Linked DNA regions of Dromaius novaehollandiae: region 2 is linked to region 1. A link is a contact called in public Hi-C data. All regions are on one chromosome and are shown on one strand. The core of a region is the stretch at or near the end of the contact, and the rest is flanking DNA. Distances in the headings are between cores, read along the strand shown.

Region 1 (2,700 bases), core at 184-2,683:
CAAGTAGGTGAGTATATGACCTTCAACAATTACGCTTTTTACCACAGATGCTATGGTAATACCATTATCAATACCACTACATCCTAGAATTCTGAAAAACGACAGGATTTACAGCAGTAAAGACATTTCATTCATCTCTTTCAACAGCAAGTACAAAGACCTGCAGAACTTTTAGACAACTAACCATGACACAGATCTCCTTATTTGCTTCATTTGTATTTTATATATAACTAGAAATAATTTATCACTTATATAAGTTTTCTCTTCTCATAAAATAAGTTTACTTTCAAAAGCAACATTCTGAAGCAATTTGTTATTAACAAGAACCCATTGATCTTACAAAGTTTTTCTTCTACTCTAGAAAGAACAGTTTGATTTTATACAGTACAACAGCTGCCTGGCCTGTCTAAAAAGCAGCAGCAGTCTCATGGCACCTGAGCACCTTGTGCATCTCAGGAAACATGGACTTCCACATCCCCTCAACACCACCTAAGCCCAAACATTATTCAACAAAAGCAATACAAGAAACTCAGGAAAAGAACAAAGCGAACAAATAAAAAAGAGAAGATACGGTTTCGATAGAGAGGCCAGAATGTGAAGCCCCCAAGATAGGAGCAGAGCCCACCGAGGTCAGGCGGGCCCGGAACAGCACCGAGACAGACGGCGGTACGGCAAAAGGGAAAACAAGCCTTCCGGCAGGCCTCGGGAAGCCTGGCCCGACGCGGCCCGGCAGCATCCTCACGGCCGAGAGCCAGTGCCCGGCAGCGCGGCTCGCAGGGGCGCCCCGGCGTCAAGTGAGGCAGCGGCCACTGAGCCCGACGAGGCCCCTGCGCTCGCGGCAAGGCCCCTCGCCCGAGGCACCCCCGCCCCAAGGGGTCACCACCCTCGCCCCCAAGCTGCCAGCCCAGAGGCTCAGGTTTCCCACCGCTCCCACGCTTGGCTGCCGGCCCGGCCCGGCCTCCCCCCAGCACTGAAGCGGCAGCACCAGCTACTCACAGACGCCCAAGCCGGATTCTTCGCTTCCGTTCCCCCCTCCCCCCCCCGCGATCCACAAACCCAATATGGCGGCAGCCACGGGGAGAAATTGGCTTCCGCTTCCGGGGTTAGGATGGGCGGGACAAATACTCGGTATTCCCCTGTCATTGGTAATTGAGGGAGGAAGTGGACGTTGCTGTGGTGTTCTGACGTAGGGAGGAAGATGGGTGGCTCAGCATCCGTGAAGGCGGGCCGGGGAAGACAGGGAAGGATGGAAAAACAGTTAGCGTTACGATTCCCAGTTATAGGGTTCCGCTGTGTTATCAGCACAAGAAGCGTCTGCTGAAACCTGTGCCGTGGGGAGGAAAGCTGTCGCCAGGGAGAGAGCGCGGGCGTGCCCTAGCCCAGCCTACGCCTGCGCCTGCGCAGGGACACGCCCGCTCGCTGCTGCGCAGGCGCAGCCCCTGTTCGCGTCTGGGGGCAGCCCCGCCCTGCCTCGCTTCCGCGAAGCCAATGAGCGCGAGCGTGCTGTTGCCATGGTCCGGCGTCCGCGGCGCCTGCGTGGCGCTGATGAAGGGCCGGCAGGGGACGGCGAGAGTGGCGGCCATATCGGCGACGCCGGGCGAGTCTGTGCCTCAGCACAGTGCGGGGGTCTCCGCTCCAGAGTGGGAGTGGGACGGCCATGTGGGGGCTGGGACTGTGTCCTCGCCCCTCTTTCCCCACCTCGCTCTCTTCAGCTTGCTTGGTAGCGAGCTTCGCTCGGGGTGGGGTCTGCACGGTGCTGCCTCAGCCTGTTCGCCTCACCTGGAACGGCGAAGGTGAGACCCACCACGCCTGGGAAAGTTTGTTTCTCCTTAAGACAAAGAGGCGCTAAGCTCACACTCCTGCGTTTAGGCTAATTTAAATATAAGTGCTTTTCTCATCTTCCAGGTGTGCTTTATTTTATGTGTTTGCATTCTTGTCTTAAGCAAGTGTAGTGCAGTAGCTCTGCTACTTTCTCAGTTTTAGCCTGCGACTGTTTTTATGTAGTCTGTCTGTGATGGTTATAATGACCTTTAGGTATTTAGAAAGTCTAAGTTTCCATCTATGACTTAAGGTGAATGCAAGTAGTAAACAAAATAATAAATTTATCTTTACATAAATATTGTTTATAGTGAAACTTTAAAATATGCATTTCCTAAGTTAAAATAGCATTCTTATTACTCTTGTATTACTAGTTACTCAATGTTGAACTTTCTTCATTTAAATAGTTCCAGTTATCTTTTCTTTTAACACAATATTTTTCTTCTAGGATATGGACTTTATGGCTATCCTAATTCCTTTTTTCAATATGAAGGGAAATGGAAACAGGGGAAAGAACATCGTATGGAGGAAAAAAGCCCCACTAAGTAATAGTTAAGTGAATTCTTAATTCTTTTCTCTAACTTGCTTTCTTTAAAGATTTTCTGTATGAACTGTGCACTATAGCTAAATAAGATACTTAGCAATTGAAGATGTTGTCACTCAGCAACTGAAGCTAGGAGAGTGAGCCATTGAAGTATTTTGTCATGGGAAGAAACTGGATAAATTATTGCATGGAGATGACATGTATTGTTTTGATGCTGTAGTCCCAGTCAGCTGTGTTCTAATGTCTTACTTTTTAGGAATTTAAGTGAATTCTCTTCTCCCTTCATAATCACTCAGATCCAGTAAGGTGATGCACTGTTATGCATTAAATTAGTGTTT
Region 2 (2,712 bases), core at 105-2,604, 360 kb after region 1:
TGGTCCATAAGACCTTTAGCACTGCAGAAACACAGTTATAGAAAAGGAGCCTGGACTCATCTGAACTTGAATTCATCTTTCAGCAATAATAAATTAGTTTTAAGAAAAAGTGCTCTGTACCTGCTCTCCCGCTGCAGCTCATAAACACCTGTTATCAGACAAGCAGAAAATTTATTTTCTTATACAGTTATTCTCATACTGACTGTGATGAATTCCATCAGCAGTGACTTTCTGATCCTTCTATAGAACTGTTGGAGCATTATCAATGATCTGTCATCATTTTCCTAATATGTCCGTTTTCAAAAAGGCTGCAACCTGATCAGTGTGTCTGCCCATGTCAAAAACTATCAGTTATGGCTCAGCTCTAGGTCATGTTTTATTTCAAGTCATACAGTGAGGCTCCTGCTGGAAAAGACAATGACTTCAACAGTTTTCTTTCCTGAAAGAGGATCTAGCTCAGACATGCACTCTCATTCTCCTTTATTATTTGTATTAACAATCTTTGGCTTCAGACATGTACCACAGTAAACAGATCTTTGGTATCAGCACAAAAATCAACAGAGCAATGACAAATGCAGCTGTGGCCATAGCCATTTTGTCTAGTTCAACCAAAGCCTGATTTCACATATTCGCTTACAGTACCAAACATTCTGCTTTCAAGGAAGTACAGGGCAATACCTTGACCAATTCATTGATCCTGCCCAAAGAATACCTAGTAAAACACAGTGGCCATATATAAAACACTGCATTTCCATGATTACTCCACATCCAAGCCCCACATATACTAAAACCCAGCACACACAGAAAGTTTAGAGTATAAATAATGCTATAAAGATGACTTTTGAGCAGGACAAGTACCCAGTAGCTGAACCTCAGTTTGTGTGTGATACTACAGCCACTGCCGATACAGGGTCGACTACAGCAGAGGTGTTAAAGAAGGAGCAATTTTTCTTTCAGGCTGCACGTGGCGGCCACCCCAGCCCCATCCTCCCCCGCACCCACCGGCCATTGAGTCAGGGCAGCTCTGAGGGAAGAGCAGGAGGCGCGCGCGAGGCCTCCACAGCTCACACTGCAGCGGCCCGCCCGCCTCGGGGCCCTGCCCTGGCCTTAGACGGGCAAGGGGGAGAAAGGCCGGCAGCCGGCTCCGCCCGCCTACGGGCAGGAGCACCGTACCGCCAACGAGAGCGCAGAGGCGAAGGGAAGCTCTGGCGCGCCGGCAGGGCCTCACAGCTCGCAGCTGTGCGCTACCTCTGCCACCGCCTCACCAGCGGGCGTGGCCTCTGTCCAGCGGCCGGGCGAGGGGGCGGTTCGCCCCGGCGCAAGCCCTATACACAGGCACGGGGCCGCCCGCCCAGAAAAGGGGGAGGAGGGAGACGAGCGCCAAGGGGGCCTGTTAGGGAAGGCTAGGCCGCGCCGCGTAGGGCTCGTGCTTCATCCATGTCTCAGGAAGGAGCTGCCAAGCTGCGCCTCAAGCCCAGGAAGGCGCCGCCAGACCACAGCCGGGAACCCAGCCCTGCCCAGGATCCCCCCGGGCGGCGCCAGTGAGTCCCGACGGGGTGGAGGAGGGCTCCCCGGGCCCCGGAGGGGAGAAGTGGGAGGGCAAGCGCGCAGGGGCCGCTTCCCGCCTCCAGCTGAGGCGGGGGGAGGGGCGCACCGGGGATCAGGGCCGCCTCTGCCGCACCCGAGCCCGCTCCCTCCCCCCGCCCCGGCAGGGGTGGCCGGGCCGCCCAAGCTGTAGGGGCAAAGTGGCCTTGCCCCCTCCCTCAGTCGATCCGGGGTAGGGGTCAGACGCGCTGGCAGCTGTGTCAGGTTTGCAAGTATGTCAGAGAAGGGACCGCTCTGCTCTCCCCTACTCCTTGTCAGTGCACGTGCCATAAAGATGCACTTGGGATCTTCGGGATACACTTACAACCTTAAACATTTCGTAGTCGTGGCTGTAGCATATTAATGACTGTATAAAGGTCACTTCATAAAACATATATAGCACCTAAAAAAGAAAAATTTGAGAAGCCAATTGCAAACCAAAGTATACAGGGTCATGTGCCTTCTGTTTTTTTTGTGGTTTTTTTTTTTTTTTTGGACATAATAGCACCTGCGAGGAAGGGAGCCATGGGGAATGTTAATGTATTAAAAATTAAGCCTTGACATCTTTCTTCAGAATAAATCCACAGGAGGCCAAGAACAATGACTGTTTATTCTAGCCCTCAAGTAAGGGAGGAAGAAGAAAGGATGGGCAAGGAAGTAGCGGTTTGCTTCTTGTTTCAGCCTGTTGGGATAAACAAGCAAGTAGTCAGCAATCCCACTTAGCAAACATAGGCTTCAGAAGGTTGCTTTTCTTCTTTTGAGGGCTTGTAAAAATCACATCCAATTCCTCTCTACCACAATGTCATTCTTTGACTACCACCCAATAAAATGCATCAGTAGAAGTAGGAACACTGGAACTAGTATTCTGATATTGATAATCCATTCTTTTCTTGAAATTGTCTTTATACAGCTCTAATAGTATAAAAACCTTTTTATGCTTGCTTTATAGTTAAACCTTCCTAATGGCTTCCTCGGAAGGAATAAATAGCATTGTTTAGAAAGATTATCAATAGTTTAAAATGGCAGTATAGGAACAGCCAAGCATACATGGGAACCAACACAGTTGCCTTCCTCAGTGCAAACACTTACTGATTTCTGTACTCAGCAAGTGTCAAGTTCAGCCTTTGA

Evidence for each region. A called contact is a pair of places that touch in the nucleus more often than the background predicts.
Region 2: a contact with region 1 is called in a Hi-C map of liver, with 6 times the contacts expected there. The contact joins the promoter of FAAP20 here to the promoter of MORN1 in region 1. A contact is called at or near these places in 3 of 4 Hi-C or Micro-C datasets (brain, liver and ovary).

What each region holds. Positions count from the first base shown.
Region 1 is chr24:2,437,400-2,440,099 of bDroNov1.hap1, forward strand. It overlaps MORN1 (MORN repeat containing 1), which reads left to right and starts at 1,434. Exons shown (of 17, transcript XR_010392818.1): 1 at 1,434-1,793; 2 at 2,267-2,369. RER1 (retention in endoplasmic reticulum sorting receptor 1) reads right to left here and starts at 1,294. Exons shown (of 6, transcript XM_064525439.1): 1 at 997-1,294. The coding sequence starts at 1,143.
Region 2 is chr24:2,799,981-2,802,692 of bDroNov1.hap1, forward strand. It overlaps FAAP20 (FA core complex associated protein 20), which reads left to right and starts at 1,355. Exons shown (of 4, transcript XM_026096511.2): 1 at 1,355-1,541. The coding sequence starts at 1,438. It overlaps LOC112981163 (a long non-coding RNA gene), which reads right to left and starts at 1,205. Exons shown (of 4, transcript XR_003258638.2): 1 at 1,003-1,205.